Regions from separate parts of the Mus musculus genome. Here region 2 is linked to region 1. The links are chromatin contacts, called in public Hi-C maps. All regions are on one chromosome and are shown on one strand. The core of a region is the stretch at or near the end of the contact, and the rest is flanking DNA. Distances in the headings are between cores, read along the strand shown.

Region 1 (3,720 bases), core at 787-3,286:
TTTTACTTTTGGGGGGTTGGGTGAAGGGTGGTCAGTGAGGTTTGTTGTGTGAGTGTACCTGTGGAAGCCAGAGCACAAGTTCAGGCTTCATTGCAGGTGGTGGTGGTGGTGGTGGTGGTGGTGGTGGTGGTGGTGGTGGTGGTGGTGTCATCGTTTGTTTGTTTTAGTGGGGTTTTTGGTTTGGTTTTTGGTGTCTGTGCGTGTATGTTTGTGTGTGTGGTATTTTGTTTGTTTGTTTTGTTGAGTTGGGTGTCTGATTGTCCTAGAATTTTCCAATTTTCTAAGAAGGCTTAGGCTGAGCAGCCAGCTCCAGTGATCCTTGTGTCTACCTCAGCCCTGTGTATCAGCATGCCTGGCTTTTGTTGCTTGGGTTCTGAGGCTAGAATTTGTGTCACACTTGTAAGACATACACTTACTTAACCATCTCTCCAGCAACCAGAGGAGCCTTGTAACTAACTGAGCCTTGCTCTGTGGTAATTGGACTTTGTGGAGCTAGGGGCTTATCAGAAAGTGGAAAAGAAACCCCTGAGGCTGTCTGTTGTCCTCTGGTCTCCTATATGTGTATCCATATACACACAAAAAAAGAGATTTGGTTTGTTTTTTAATTAGGCTATATTTTATAAGTGATAAAAGTTCCATTCATCCAGTTGATCCCAAAAACAAGAAATGGAATCATCTGACTGTACCCTTAAATTTGCTTGAGCTGTGAGTTGAGGCGTACAACTGCAACAAGGTTGCAGCCACAGACAGCAGCCAGTGATAGGTCATTGATTCCAACCTGGGCCACCACTTACATAGCTTTTCCTTCTTAGCCCATTTTAAAAGATATCAGTGAGCTGAGACAAGAGATGGAAAGGCAGCTGGAGACATGGCAGGCGCACGACTATGGGAATGCAGAAGAAGTAAGTCAAAGTTGTTGGGGTTTGTTTTTCTTTTCCACAAAATAACTTGCCTGTTTTTGTAAGTCAGTAGGTTCTTAGCCACAGTTCCCTTTGTAAAAGGCTGATGGAGACTATACTGAGAACTTTCCCTAAGCGGGATATGCACTGATTCTGCCACCACATCTAGAGTCTCACTAAAACAGACAGACATACTTGGTTCCTTTAACTTGTATAGCTGGCTTTGTAAGGAAGCCAGGCAAAAGTTCATGCTCTGTAGTCTTGAATGGTCTTCAGGTCCTTGCTGGCTATGTGGAGTGTATTTTAATGATTTAACCTCTAAATATACGGTGTATATGCATGCCTATATTCTGTGTTTATTACCGTTCTCCCTACCACGCATGTGTTCGTGCTCAGCTGTAGTCAGTATGAAGCCTTTGTGTGTGTGGATCCCTGCTGTTGAGGGGGATTTGTGTACACTGTCACTCTCCCTCTTGAAAACTAATGAGCGCGCTCAGGTACTTGAGCTTTGCCCAGAGTTCACATTCCCATGCCGCTGTGCAAAGTATCAGGTCCAGTTCTTAAACTGGCAGGAGCAAACTGTTGAGTGAATTCCCATTGTTAACTGCCCCTTGCAACTGTATATTATGGAATTGGGGGGGGGGGGCAGTGGATTTTATTTAGTTGGATTGCTGCTTGCTGAGAAAAGCTTTTAAAGTGTTTTGCTGAGAAGGCTTGTACAAGTTCTTTTCTGCTTCAGCATTCTAATAGTAATTTCTATTTTGCTGTCCTAGGAGAAGGCTGCAGCTGAGATGTGGCAGAATTACCTAGTCTTAACTGCATCTCTTTCACAACAGCTGTGTGAGCAGCTTCGTCTCCTACTAGAACCTACACAGGCAGCCAAACTAAGGTAAGTCTTCCCTGCTTGAGGCTTCTGGGTTGCTGTTTCTGCTCTCTGGGCACTATTGTGTCTGCTACGGTCCCCCATTAGCTGTAAGTAGGAACTCTGTGTGTGTGTGTGTGTGTGTGTGTGTGTGTGTGTGTGTGCGCGCGCGCGCGTGTGTGTGAGATGAGGAAGTACTACATGAAGGTGGCTTACATTCTGCTGTGTGGGAACAGCCACAGATGTGGTACTGTTTCCTGTGCTTATGGCGTGTTACTCAACTAGGGTCAGAACCACAACGATTTGGTCAGAGTCGTGGTTGAGAACAGAAAAGGGAAAGCATATGAGGCTTTGTGTATTTAATACAGAAAAAATTACTCTGTAATTCTGTAGATGTGTTTTAGCTATTCTGGAAAAGCTTAGTTATTACAGTCAGATCTGAGGTGCTCTGGCTGACAGAAGGTGCTAATTACAGTCTGCATTGGATGTCATCATTTTGCCAGGAATAGTTTCCTGACCCTGGCTTTTAATTAATTATTAAGTTTTTAATAATGTGATTTTGTCTTAAAATTCTGAGGCATGAGCCTGTGTTCATCTTTGCTCCCATTGGTTCCTGTAACAGAGGAGACTATCGAACAGGGAAACGACTGAACATGCGGAAGATCATTCCATACATTGCCAGTCAGTTTCGAAAAGACAGGATTTGGCTTCGTAGGACCAAGCCCAGTAAACGGCAGTATCAGATTTGTCTGGCTATCGATGACTCCTCAAGCATGGTAGACAACCACACCAAGCAGGTAAGGGGAGAAGCAGCAGGCTCGGGTCCTCGGGCTGGCTCAGTAGAGCTGGCAGGAAGGATTGATGGCTCCATCCAGAAAGGGGGTTTAACATTGCATGTCATGGCATTCCTGAAACTGGTTTCTAGGGGGTGCTGGGTTTTTTTTTTTTTTTACAGTGATTTTTATTTGGCATAAGCCAGCAGCTGACCTCTCCTGGAAGAGGCTAGAATGCGCCCTGAGTCCAGTTCACATTCCATCTCCCCATAACTTTGGACAGCTTATTTATTGTCAGTTTCACTTTTTTTTTTTTTTTTTTTTTTTTTGTTTTTTCGAGACAGGGTTTCTCTGTATAGCCCTGGCTGTCTTGAAACTCATTTTGTAGACCAGGCTGGCCTCAAACTCAGAAATCCACCTGCCTCTGCCTCCCAAGTGCTGGGATTAAAGGTGTACGCCACCACACCCGGCTTTCACTTTCTTTTAAAAAAAAAAAAAAAGAGGATTATAACAGTACTTACCTCAGTGATGAAGACTAAATTAAATATAAATTAAATATAAAATACCTAGGTTAATGCTTTTTTTAAACCAATTTGTTCTAAAACTGCTGTCATTTATGCAAATGGTAGTAAAAATTTTCTTATAATTTTCTCACAGTTCAGCATGCCCCTCATATGTGGGCACTATGTTGGGTTGATTTACTGATATAGATGATAAAAGAATTGTTTAAATCAATTCTGACCCAGAAATTGGAAAGTATTAAAAAATGAAGAGGAATTTGTTTTTAAAACCAAGTTTGTGGTTTTGTTTTTTGGTTTGGGGGGTTGGTTGTTTGTTTTTCATTGCATTCATTCCCTTGTCTTTTCTACAGACAGCCTAATAATACTGATAGACTTGTTTAAAGACAGAGGTTTGATCTGAGGAATGAAAAAATCTAAGAAAATTATCTCATTTACAAAGGCTAATTAGAGATCTTGTCCAGTTTTTCATTTGTCATGTCTTTAATGTTCTGTCTCTGTGTAAAACTTTAGAATTGACTACTTTGACTTTTAAATCTCTTGAGGTTCTTTGTGAAGTTGACTGGAGATCAGAAATTGGAATAGTTCTGGTAATAAAATTTGTAACTCAAGTTTTCTAGTCTGACTCTACCACATGAGAGTTAGCTCACGCTCTTTTAATTTTAGTT
Region 2 (3,720 bases), core at 554-3,053, 480 kb after region 1:
TACAGAAATGTGCACCAAATGAAAACACCCTTAGATCACTGCCCCTCTGATGCTTGCATGATATAGTAAGGACACAAAAACTGAGACCCAAGTACAAGGTCATACTGTCTTTCCCGTTCAAAACTGCCTCTGAAAAATAGAATCTTCTCCAATGTACAGTGAGTTCTAAGCTAATGCAAGTGCCTGTCTGAAAAACTAAAAACCAAACCAAACCAAACAAAAAACCACTTCAGGATCTAAATTCTTATTCCTCTTCATGGGCACATCTTGATCAAGTACAATTTCAGTACAATGGCTGCTTTTCGTGTCACTACCAACAAAGAATTCTTCAAGCTGTATGAAAAAGGTGGTTTCGGCTTTTGTTTTTCATGCTAAGACAACTCTCAAATCCTTTAGCCTCGACAAAACTGTATCCCAGTTATCCAGATCCGTTAACCGAGGAGTCCATTTTATAACTTCTAAAAACTCATTCAGGGCGCTGCTTAGAAGCCCCCTCCAGCGAGGCAAGCTCGTGCCGGCCTGCACAGGGCCCGGGACACCTTCGCGTCGGGCATCAGACGGAGACTCCTGCCAACTTCCCAACAGCAGTCCGACTCAGCGGATCTGGCTGTGCGTGGGTCCCGCCCGCCCGGTGCCCCACTGGGCACCGCGCCTGCGCCTGCGCCTCCGCCCCCACCCAGCACCGCCTTCATGAGCGCCCCAGAGCGCTGCACGTAGCGGGCTGACGTCAGCCCTCCGCAGGTCCCTGAGCCCCGAACGCCGAAACCCCCTGGAGCGCCGCCAAGCTTCTAAATGCAGGCTGTTGCTGGGCCGTAGCCGCCGCTCCCATTGGCTGGCTCCGGAGCCAATGGGCGGCGCCAGCGCAGCCGCCCAGCCCCCCTCCCGCTTCCGCCCCACCACTCGAGCGAGCGTCACGGAAACTTCCCTCCCGAGTAAACAGCCGCCCCGCCCCCACCGGCCCTACCTCCTTCGCGAGTGGGGGCTGTCTGTGGAGCAGGGCAGTGGCCGCCAGACCTCGCTCCTCCTGCGCGACGATTGGCCCCGGCGCCGGGCTGCGACCACCCTCCAGGCTCGGCCGGTGCTGCTGGAACTGGTGGAAGCGGCTGGGCAGCTGCCCGGCCGGGCTGGCCCGCACCTTTTTCTTCCGCCGCTTCTTGGGCGCCGCCCGCGGGGCAGCCGCCGGGGCCAAGGTGCAGCCGGACGGCGCGGTGGTGCGAGGCGCGGGCGCCAGGCACGGCCCGTCCCCCCCGAGGAAGTGCGGCAGGAAGAGGGTGGGTGGCAGCGCGCGCGGGTCCGGAAGGCGCGGCAAGGGCGGCGGGGCCGGGTTCACCATCGGGAGGGCCCCGAGGAACCCGAGCGGCGCTAAGCGGCCGCTCAGAGCGAGATCTCGCTGTGGGACGGAGACGACGGTCATGGCGCGGGGACTCGGCAGAAAGGCGGGGAGCAGGAGTCACGGGGCGGCGGCGGAGGCTGCTGCTGGAAGGTTCGGAGCAAGGACCATGACTCGGGCGAGGCGGCGCAGCAACAAATAGCGCTGGCCACCGCGGCCAGTGTTGTTACCCGAGGCCCCGCCCCGTGCCCGCCCACCTCCCTGCGGCGGCCCAATCCGCGTGCGCCTGCCAGGCCACTCCCTCGGTCCCGCCTCCGCGCCCCGAGGCAAGACACAAACAAGCAGCCTGCTGCAGCCCTTCACAAAGAGCGCACGTTGCGCAGGCGCGCCCAACGGGCTCTTACCGAGAGTGTCCCGTGAACAATGAAGTTCGACTTCTGCCTCACCTCCCTGGCAGCGATCCTTTGGGGTAGCCTGGGGGTGGGGCAGGGGAGGAGGAGGAGAGAGGCGGTGGAGGAACTAGGAAGCTTCTGACCTCCAGAAAGGACTGCTTTGTAGGTTTTCGATTTCAGCCCTACATAAAAATTTTAAGAGATTTCGGAGAACACTAAGGATTTATTTCACTAAGGATTTACAGCACTGGTGAAGATCTGCCTCCATTTAACCTACAGTGAAATTTGGCTATGTGGTTTCTCATTCGGTTTTCCGACGCTGCCAATTAACCCTGGTGGTGAAAATAAAAAAGGGTTTACTGAAGGATTCTTCAGCTCATCAGAAGTACTCTATAATGCCGAAAATGGGCCTTTAATTTTTTACTGCCTTTATAGCTAAAGATCTCTGGGAGTCTCTTGAGATCTCACATTGCCCCTGAAACTTGATGCTGCTGCCAACCAATTGGCCTTTGTCCCACCCAGAGAAAACAGCTCTGCTACAGTTGCTAGCTAACTGGGTTAACAGAATTCTCTACTCACAGTTTAATACAGAAAAGAACTGTAGACACCAGTTACCAAATAGGACCTCAGAACCAATTTCTGTAATTCATCTTGTTTGAAACATACTTCTTTAATGATTGGGGCTTTATTTATTTAGTTTCCTCTTTTTTCTTTCTTCGAGATGGCGTTACTCTTTGTGTAGCCCAGGCTGTACTCTGTACTCGATCTGTAGACCAGGCTGGCCTCGAACACAGAGATACACCAGTCTCTGCCTCCCTAGTGCTGGGATTAAAGGCCCATGTCACCATTGTCCAATAATTTTTTTTTAATCATTTTACAGTAAGGCATACAAGAGACTAAAGAATTAGACACAAATCATTAAAAAATTAACAGAAGAATCTGAACTCTGGTCTAGGTATGGCAAGGTCAAGACCTGTAACACTAGCTCCTGGAGAGGCAGAAGTAGAGGATGGGAAATTTCTAGTGTAGGGAATTTAATGAGACTCTGCCTCATAATAAAAAGAGCAGGGCATCTAGATGGATCAGTGAGTAATTAAAATGCTTGCTATATAAGCCTAGCAGCCTGAGTCCCATCCCTGTAAGCCACCTAAAAATGAAAGACAGCCAAAACCACAAAGTGGCCCTCTGACTTCCAAACACATTCTGCCGCAAACCTGCTTCCACTACACACACACACACACACACACACACACATAGACACACACACACTGTGAGGAGAACAGAAGATGGGAATGAGCTAGGAGGTTAGAGGCAGGGAATAGTTCCATTGTCTTTGGCCAGCAGTAGGGAATGTCTTTGTTCTCAGGCTAGAGATCCCAGAAGGGAGCCCTGACATCTTACTTCTTTCTACACAGCCACTCCCAGTACATTGATTCTTTGATAGTGAACAGATGATGGTGAAAGTCAGGAATATCCATTCCTGATTTCAGTTCAGACCTTTTTTTTTTTTTTTTTTTTTTGAGACAGGGTTTCTCTGTATAGCCCTGGCTGTCCTGGAACTCACTTTGTAGACCAGGCTGGCCTCAAACTCAAAAATCCGCCTGCCTCTGCCTCCCAAGTGCTGGGATTAAAGGCATGCGCTACCAAGCCGGGCGATTTCAGCCCTTCTTGTAAATGATGTCAGGGTGAGCACTTCTGAAGTGGTAGTCGTTGCATGCAGTTCCCTTGATCGGGACTCTGTTGAGGCTCATCAAGAGACAGCTATCTCCTAGTCAAAGTTTGGAACCCACCACTTGCCAGAGTAGAAAAATGACCTTTTGGTAACTTCCTTTTCATCTCTTTTACTTTCAGATTCTGGACTCCGGAATGCTTTCCCGGGCACTCTGGGATTGTTCACTTTCCTCTGAAGCTGTCTAACCCCTTTCTCCTTGTGGCCCCTTACAAAAAGACGTTTTTCTCTCCCTCTTCTCCATCTTTTCTCTCCAGACAGCTGCTGAG

What was found. A called contact is a pair of places that touch in the nucleus more often than the background predicts.
Region 2: a Hi-C map of neutrophils shows a contact between it and region 1, with 5 times the contacts expected there. The contact joins the promoter of Pnrc1 here to the enhancer-like site in region 1. A contact is called at or near these places in 1 of 484 Hi-C or Micro-C datasets (neutrophils) and 3 of 115 datasets of contacts at active chromatin or transcription factors (the SCID.adh cell line, large pre-B cells and pro-B cells).

The regions. Positions count from the first base shown.
Region 1 is chr4:32,766,270-32,769,989 of GRCm38.p6, forward strand. Mdn1 (midasin AAA ATPase 1) reads left to right here. Exons shown (of 102, transcript NM_001081392.1): 95 at 813-902; 96 at 1,673-1,788; 97 at 2,384-2,558. Among named protein-coding and RNA genes, the nearest start is that of Lyrm2, 32 kb to the right of the region's middle. Within about 2 kb of position 2,037, at least 70 of the 459 cell types and tissues checked have an H3K27ac peak or open chromatin away from gene starts, as enhancers often do. A contact at or near this core is called in the SCID.adh cell line and neutrophils, where this site is marked.
Region 2 is chr4:33,246,984-33,250,703 of GRCm38.p6, forward strand. It overlaps Pnrc1 (proline-rich nuclear receptor coactivator 1), which reads right to left and starts at 1,804. Exons shown (of 2, transcript NM_001033225.2): 1 at 965-1,804. The coding sequence starts at 1,414.